Linked DNA regions of Sus scrofa: region 1 is linked to region 2. Evidence: chromatin contacts called from public HiChIP or PLAC-seq data. All regions are on one chromosome and are shown on one strand. Each heading gives the region's core, a stretch centred on a gene start, on an enhancer-like site or on the middle of the called end of the contact. The rest is flanking DNA. Distances are from core to core; before and after follow the strand shown. Region 1 overlaps AP5B1 (AP-5 complex subunit beta-1). Region 2 holds the start of CFL1 (cofilin 1).

Region 1 (4,194 bases), core at 1,517-4,016, 80 kb after region 2:
GAGGCAGGTGATGCCCACCTTCAGCCCCAGGCACCCAGTTGGCCAGCAGCTGAGGAGGGGGAGTGCGGCCTTACAGCGCTGGAGCTCAGTCCTGAGGAGGCCCGGGAGCTGCGGGCTGCCGTGGCCCAGCTTCTGGACGCCTCCTACCTGCTCACTCCTGTGGCTCAGGCCCAGCTTCTGTGGCTGCTGGGCTGGGCCCTGCGGGGTCTTCGGGGACAGCCACCGGTGCTCTTCAAGCCACAGCTGGTACGGCTGCTGGGCACAGCACAGCTGACGCTGCTGCACGCCGTCCTGGCCCTCAAGGCGGCCTTTGGCGAGGCACTGTTCACGGCCCAGGACGAGGCTTTGCTGCTTCGCCGGCTCATCTTGGCTGCCCAGCACCCGGCCCTGCCGCTGCCCGCCCATCTCTTCTGCCTGCACTGCCTCTTGAGCTTCCCTGAGAACTGGCCGCTGGGCCCTGCAGGCGAGGAGGCTGCCCCACTGCTGCTGGGGTCCCAGCTATGCCGTGGCCTCCTGCCCAGTCTCCTGCACGACCCGATGGCCCTCCTGGCCCGCTTGCATCTGCTGTGCCTGCTCTGTGTGGAAGACGAAGACAAGGAGGAGCAAGGCCAGGATCCAAGCCCCCGGCGCTACCTGGAGGAGCTACTGGCCGGCCTGCGGCAGAGGGCAGCCCTGGACGGCGGCCCCCGGGCCTTGGCCACGCTCTGCTTCCAGGCCTCTTACCTAGTTGCTCGCTGCCTGGCTGGACACCCTGTGGTGCTGACGCCCTTGACCCATGGACTGGCCCAGCTGTACCGGGCCCGGCCTGCCCTGACTCCCCACTTTGCAGATCTCCTGGATCAGGTGGGCCCCGAGCTGGGGGAACCCTTGAAGGTGGTCTTGAGGCAGGAGGTGGTGTCCAGGCCAGGCAGGGATGAGGCCCTTCGTTGGCACCTGCAGATGCTGGCAAAGGTGGCAGACGGGGATGCCCAGGGTGCCACGCTCAGCTTTTTGCAGGCCGCGGCCACCCACTGCACGGACTGGGGTCTCCAGCAGGCCCTGCTAAAGGTCTGCCGGGCCCTACTGCGGGCAGGGGTCGTGAGGGGCCTGGCGGACTTGCTGCAGGCGCTGGCCAGGCAGCTGGAGGACCCTGATGGGCGGGACCACGCTCGCCTCTACTATATCCTCCTGGCCCACCTGGCGAGGCCCAAGCTGGGGGTGGCCCTGGGCCCCTCCCTTGCTGCACCTGCACTGGCCTCTTCGCTGGTGGCTGAGAATCAGGGCTTTGCTAAGGCACTGATGGTGCAGGAGGCCCCGGCCCCAATTCGGCTAAGCCTGGGGCCCCGCAGAGCTGAGGGCCCAGTCCCAGTGCTCCAGCTCCAGGTGGAGGTGCTGGAGCCAGTGTATTCTCTGGAGCTGCGCTTCAGTGTGGAAAGACAGCTCTATGCACCCCTGGGGGCTGTCCACGTGCCCTGCCTGTGTCCCAGCCGCCCTGCTCGCCCTCTGCTCCTGCCTCTGCAGCCCCGACGCCCGGCTCCCGCGAGGCTGGCTGTGCGCGCCCTGTACACCACACCCGCGGGCCTCACGTGCCACGCGCACCTGCCTCCCCTGCTCGTGAACTTCGCTGACCTCTTTCTCCCTTTCCCCCAGCCCCCCGAGGGGGCCAAGGTGGACTTCTTTGAGGAGCTCTGGGACTCCTGCCTGCCGAAGGGCGCCGAGAGTCACTTGTGGTGCCCTCTCGGGCCGCATGGGCTGGAGGCCTTGGTGTCCCGCCACCTGGAGCCCTTTGTGGTGGTGGCCCAACCCCCCACCAGCTACTGTGTCGCCATCCGTCTCCCCCCGAACTCGAAGTTGCTGCTGCGGCTGGAGGCAGCCCAGGCGGACGGTGTGCCTGTGGCCCTGCGGACTGATGACTGGGCAGTGCTGCCGCTGGTGGGGGACTACCTCCGTGGGCTGGCAGCTGCTGGCTGAGCCTGGGGCCAGGCCAGGCAGGAGCAGGACTCCGGCCTTGGCAGGCACTTGCCTGGGAAGAGCTGCTGAGCCAGGAGACCGTCCCGTAGGCCCGTTCTTTAAAAAAAACCTACACTTTGCTAACGACCCTCACTGGTTTGCTTCCTTTTGGGCCCTGGTTGGGGGCAGACCCACTGGGGTGAGAGTTAGAGGCTCCAGGAAAGCTTCCAGACTAGGGGCCCCCAGACTGCAGGGCAGTCTTCCCGCCCAGATATGCTGGGCTTTTTTAGGATCCCTGCCCAGGAGGCAAGAGAAAAAATATCCATGTCTCTGCTTCCTGGAGCTGGTCTGGCCTTCCCAAAGCCACCCAGTAATTTGGGGATGAGACCAAAGCTGGACTTGGGCCTCCTGACCTGCGAGCCAGTGCTCTTCAACTGCAGAGGTTTGCAGGGTCCCTGCACAGGGAACTCAGGCCGGAGAGGATGATGGACTGAGACGCAGAAACAGAGGAGGCTGCAGCGGCTCAGTGAGTCACCTTTGCTTAGGGAGGGGGCTCCCAGGCTGTGTTGGTTAGAGCCAGCTCTAGGAAGGGCCTGCTGGTATGGTTTGAGGGCTGAAAGGAGGGGCCCAGTGCTCTAGACTGAAACTAAGCTAACCTCTCCTTGCTCCAGTTCCTAGGAAACCCAATCTGTGGATCTAGGACTCTTCCCAGGTAAGGACAGCTAGGCCGCCTAGTTCTTTTTGCAAACATATCGGATACTTAGGGTTCAGACGTATTGAGGCTGCCGGATGCTGAGCTGTTTTCCACATAGGTTGCCTCACTTGATCCTTGCAACAGCTCAGCAGGGCCCCACGGATGAGGAAATCTGTAAGCCAGAGGGTTGAGTGATTGTCCTACAGTCACCCAGCTGGTTGGTATTCCGGTTTTGTCATCCTGGAGCGAGTTTCCATTAGCACATCATCAGAGCAGAGATCTGCATGGGCCACAGGCCACCCTCCTCCCCTCTCTCTGCCCGGGGCCACCCCCAGAGGCTGCAGGAGCAGCAGCCAGCACTACTGGGTGGTCTGGGCGGAGAATAACCAGAGGCTTGGGCCTTACTGCTCGGCGGTAAGGGCCTCTTCTTGAGCACCCAGTCATCCCCTCCTGATCAGGTGGGCAAGGGAAGAAGGGCCCAGGATGCGTGGGGCTGTTGCAGACCAGGTGGCGAGGTCTGTCCCAATTTGGAGCTACTGCAGTCAGTGCCATATGATCCGGCCAAGCCACTGCCAAGTCAGTAAGTGTTCAGTTACAGGAAAAAAGAAACTAAGTCTGACATTTTTTTCTTTCTTTGTTTTTTAGTGCCACACTGGCGGCATAGGGAAGTTCTCTGGCTAGGGGTCACATCGGAGCTGCAGCTGCTGGCCTACACCATAGCCACAGCAATGTGGGATCCGAGCTGAGTCTGCGCCCTGCACCACGGCTCACACAACGCCAGATCCCCAACCCACTGGGTGAGGACAGGGATCGAACCCCTGTCCTCATGGATACTAGTCTGATTCATTTCTGCTGCGCCACAACAGGAATTCCTGTCTGCAAATGTTAAGTGTCTGGAGTAGGTTAGAGCTTAATTTAAAATCCAGGGAAGGGATTTTAAATTATCTGTGGGATTTGAAGGGGTAGCTTTTGAGACCGATTCTGGGGAGCAAGAAGGTGGAAAGGAAGGGAGAAGTGCCCTTTGGCATTTGGCTGTAAAAAAGGAAGCAAGTGGAGAATGGCTGTCCAAGACAAAAGAGAACAAAATCAGAGGCCCCAGACTTAGCCCCCACTCTCAAAACAAACAAATGCTTTGGAGTTCCCATTGTGGCTCACTGGAAACAAATCTGACTAGTGTCCATGAGGTTGCAGGTTCGATCCCTGGCCTTGCTCAGTGGGTCAAGGATCTGTTGTTGCCATGAGCTGTGGTGTAGGTTGCAGACACGGCTCAGATCCTGCGTTGCTGTGGCTCTGGCGTAAGCCAGCAGCTGTAGCTCCAATTAGACCCCTAGCCTGGGAACCTCCACATGCCTCGAGTTGGGCCCTAAAAATCTAAACAAACAAAAACAAATGCTTCAAAGTGTCTGGACTTGTCCGTGTTGACAGAAGAGGGCGAGTTAAACTAAGGATCTTATAAAAACACCCAACACCACAGAAACGAACCGATTAACAGTTTCATACAAATGTGCTGCAAAATATCAGAAAAAGAATTTCATCACATGTCAATGAAGGCATATTTGCACACATTTCTG
Region 2 (3,977 bases), core at 1,183-3,682:
CCATCTACCCCGGATTCGAGAGCGGGAGTCCTTTTTGTACAGGAGAGAAGAGGGTGCACAGCGCCCCCTATGACTGGGAGGTCTGGCCGGGCCGGGCTTAAATGAGTAACCCGAGGCTGTTGGTTTCAGACTGGCTCTAGCGGAGGACGCTGGAGAAACTGGCCTAGTGAAGAATCCGAGAGGTGGGAGGATGGGGAAGCAGATGGGTTCAGTTGTTTTTGTAGGAAGGACATTAGGAATGAGGACACAAAGGTAACGCAGAAAGAGCTGAAAGACCCTCCGAGGAAATGGTGATCCCATGTGGGCCTCCCCATCCAGAGCAGTGGGGGAGGGGCGCGAAGACGAGGACGTGCAGGGAAGGCCAAAGCTGGGAGGACAGGGAGAGGGAGACAGTAGACAAACAGAAAGGGGACAAGTAGGAGGTGCTGGACATCGAGGCATGTGGGAGGGGCTGACATGGGCATGTTGTTGGATTCGGGGTAGCAACCCGGGGGTGAGAAATACGGACAAGGGAAGAACACTTCATCGTTCTTGTGACTCGTTGGAGGTGGGGGACTCTCAGGAAGGTTAAGATGGGAACTATGCAAAGGGGGTTCCACTTGAGCACGAGAGTCTCGCCAGCAAGTTACAGCAGCCGACATCTGCCATACCGGAAGTGGCGAGGTGTGGGTCTGGGGCCTTTCGGGAGTGGAGAGGCGGGCGCCCGAGCTCCAGGCCTGCCCCTTCAGACTCCGCCCAGCCTCGATCCCGCACCCCCCGGCCGGCTCCGCACTCCCGCCTCCCGCCTGACGCTGCCTTATAAGGAGCCTCCAGCAGGCGTTCGGATTGGACCCGCCCCCTCTAGTCTCTTGTCCTAATAAGGACATCTAGGGCATCCCGCAGCTAGGGGCGGGCGGGAGCGCGTCTCCAGGGTAACTGCGAAATCTCCCACCCCCCTCCTCGTTGCTCTTGGAAACTCCGAAGCTCAAAAAGGTGGAGCCAATCTCATCTTGTAGCAAGGTCTCTTGCAGGAGGCGGCGGTCGAGCTGCGGTCCCCACCTGATGCTCCCGGTGGGGGGGCAATGCAGCGGTACGTCCCCGACTACAGTCCCCGGCATGCTCTGCGACATACCCCAGTCTCGGGTGTTGCTCCCCAGCTGAAGACCAAGCTTCCAGCTCTTCATTTACAGCCTTTATTCTGCATATGGGATCGATGCCCCCAATTCTCTTGTTTGCGACCCTGTCTTCTGCAGAGTAAGCGGCTATGGCCTTTGTTGAAAGCCAATGAAATCTCCCTGGAGTCCCCCACCCTAGTCTGTTTTTTGAAGGTTATGCTCCCACAGAGCTTCTGTTTTAATTTCTGTGGGTATTAAATTAACCATATGCCTGGTTACCAACTGGAGAACGAGATTTAAGTCTGGTTTAAAATCTGTTTCCTGGAGTTCCCGTCGTGGAGCAGCGGTTAACGAATCCGACTAGGAACATGAGGTTGCGGGTTCGATCCCAGCCCTTGCTCAGTGGGTTGAGGATCCGGCATTGCCGTGAGCTGTGCTGTAGGTCGCAGACGCAGCTCGGATCCCGCCTTTCTGTGGCTCTGGCATAGGCTGGCAGCTACAGCTCCGATTCGACCCCCTAGCCTGGGAACTTCCATATGCCGTGAGAGCAGCCCAAGAAATGGCAAAAATAAAATAAAATCTGTTTCCTCTGCTCACTGCCTAGTAAAAGGCGGTAATCTTCGAATGCATAAATCCCTGCTCTTCTCCCTTTATTGCCTCATGAATATGCCAAATGCTTTTAAAACTAGTACAAAGCTCTATTTTCAAAGATTTCTTTGTAGTCTTTCCTTGTGTTTTTTTTCTCTTATTTTATTGAAATTGCACATCGCCTTTCCTCAGTAGACAAGAGTGTCTTTTGAGTATGGAGAATGGTTAATGAATGTGTCCTGGATTGAAGTCTCCTTATACTTGGGATTCTCCTTGCTCTAGGACTGGATTCCAGACCAATGAATAGTTGCTTCAATTCACAAAAGCAAAATACCAAGTCACTGGAAATTTTTAGACCAAGAGATCCAGAAAAACGCCAGGATGGACCTTAGGAAAACCGTTTCGGTACGGGATAAAGAAGCGCGAAATCGAGGCTCATTTTCAGGTCAAATCACCCAGCACCGAGGCCTTGGCTCTGTGCAGAGCGTTTCCTGGGGCATTCCACCAACCCGCGCGCTCTCCTTGCTGTAGTCCCGCCCCTCTCAGCTGTCCCCGGACTACACTTCCCAGTATGCAACGTGACGACCAGACGCTGTCAGATGAAAAAGACTCTGCTACCCAGCTGGCCCGAGGACAGCGCAGGAGCCTCGGACTTCATTTCCCGTCGGTCTTCAGGAGGAGCGCCGGAAGCCCGCCCCGCCCCTCATTGTGCGGCTCATACTAAACGGAAGGGGCCGGGAGAGGCCGCGTTCAGTCGGATCCCGGCAGCAGCTGAAGCGGCTCTTGTCTTTTCTGGCTCCTTGCTATCTCCTTTTCGCTTCCGGAAATATGGTGAGCGGCAGGCCACGGCGCGGGAGGGGAGGCGGCTGCGAGTCGATTGTCTGCGTGCGCGGGAGGGAACGGGGGAGCGACGTCGGCACCCCCTCCCCCAGATCCCCCGGCTGGATGAGGGTCTCGTGCTGAGGGGCGGGCGGCGCTGGGACGCGCGTGCGCGCCCGCGGGCGCCGGTGAGGGCCGGCTCGGACGTCGCTCGCGCGCCCCCTGGACTCCCCTCCCCTCCCCCACTCCGCTGTTGCGCCCGCGCGGACACTGGCCGTGGGGGAGGGGTCCAGGGCGCGCGGGTGCGCGGCCGTCGCGGAGCAGCCGGTGTCGCGCGTCGCGGCGGTGCCGAAGCGAATGGGTTCGCGGGTGCGCGCGCGCGCTGGGAGCACGCGGCATCCAAACCTGGCTCGGGGGCGGCGAAGGAAAAGCGCGCGAGCGCTCTCGGCGCGCGCGCCCCACCCAAGGGCTGTTCCTGTCTTCGCGTCACCCTCCCTCGCAGGCGGGTCTGTCTCGAGAGCAGGTGGCAGGGATGCCCACAAGGGGCGGGGGCGGCGCGGCTAGCTGGGATGCGGGGGTGTCCGGGTTTTGGCGCAGGCGCCTGAGATTGGGGGCTTGCCCCGCGCAGCGGACCCCGCAGCGACCACGGCCGCGCTCGGGAGCGAGCCCACGAGACGAGCTGGGTTCTCCGCCGAGTACTCCCGGCGAGGGATGGAACGGCGCTGTCGGCCGGCGCGTGCGCACTCGCTCAGGCCTGGCCGCCGGGCCCGAATCCCTGGACAAGTGGGGCCGTCGGCTTTCCCGGATGGGGCCTGAGGGTGGAGCTGAGTTTAGGGAAGTGACCCAGGCGGGCACCGCCCGGAAACCACCCCGCCCCCTCTGTTCAGCCCGAAGGCTTCGAGGGCCGAAGGTTGTGTAACGTGCCCAGGCCCTCAGCGGAGGGGACCAGTAAGCTGGTGGGTAAAGGCGATTCCTTGGGGTTGAGAGTCTAGAGGTGTCTCTGCATCTGTGTACCGGTTTTTCTCGGGGAGGGGTCTGAGTCTAGCCGATCTCTTCTCCGCCTACTCCGGAAGCGGCTCAATCACGTGGCCAGCTTCCTCTGCAGTTCCGGGAGCGGGGGCAGGTTTTTACCTTGGACAGTCACTCTCTCCCGGCTAGGTTGGGCCCCAGCACGACCCAGAAAAGTTTAAAGAGCTCTCAAGGGCCAAGGTGTTTGGAGTGCTAACTTAGATCAGTGACTTTTGGGGCCTGCATATATTCTGGGGAACAGGGAGTTGTTGGGTAGGGCCTTAATTAGGCGTTTGTGGTTCTTGCTTGGGTTTAGGAAGACCCCAGCGGAGGATAGGACAGCTTGTGTAGTCACCGCATGGGACAGTTCTGATGGACTTGTTAGAACAGTTGAGCACCGCTGGTGTCCCATGTAGCATTATGGGGTCCTGGTTCTCAGAAGTGACTGTAGCCTGGGTGTCTGGGTCC

What was found. HiChIP or PLAC-seq counts read pairs in DNA pulled down with a chosen protein or histone mark.
Region 1: a contact with region 2 is called in an H3K27ac HiChIP or PLAC-seq map of alveolar macrophages. The contact joins the enhancer-like site here to the promoter of CFL1 in region 2. A contact is called at or near these places in 1 of 5 promoter capture datasets (fetal skeletal muscle), 5 of 47 Hi-C or Micro-C datasets (adipose tissue, heart right ventricle, liver and 2 more) and 2 of 2 datasets of contacts at active chromatin or transcription factors (alveolar macrophages and skeletal muscle).

What each region holds. Positions count from the first base shown.
Region 1 is chr2:6,549,260-6,553,453 of Sscrofa11.1, forward strand. AP5B1 (AP-5 complex subunit beta-1) reads left to right here. Exons shown (of 3, transcript XM_021082823.1): 3 at 1-2,077. The coding sequence ends at 1,950. Among named protein-coding and RNA genes, the nearest start is that of RNASEH2C, 12 kb to the right of the region's middle. Within about 2 kb of position 2,767, at least 5 of the 83 cell types and tissues checked have an H3K27ac peak or open chromatin away from gene starts, as enhancers often do. A contact at or near this core is called in alveolar macrophages, where this site is marked.
Region 2 is chr2:6,469,126-6,473,102 of Sscrofa11.1, forward strand. It overlaps CFL1 (cofilin 1), which reads left to right and starts at 2,433. Exons shown (of 4, transcript NM_001004043.1): 1 at 2,433-2,513. The coding sequence starts at 2,511. MUS81 (crossover junction endonuclease MUS81) reads right to left here and starts at 1,655. Exons shown (of 16, transcript XM_003122526.5): 1 at 1-1,655.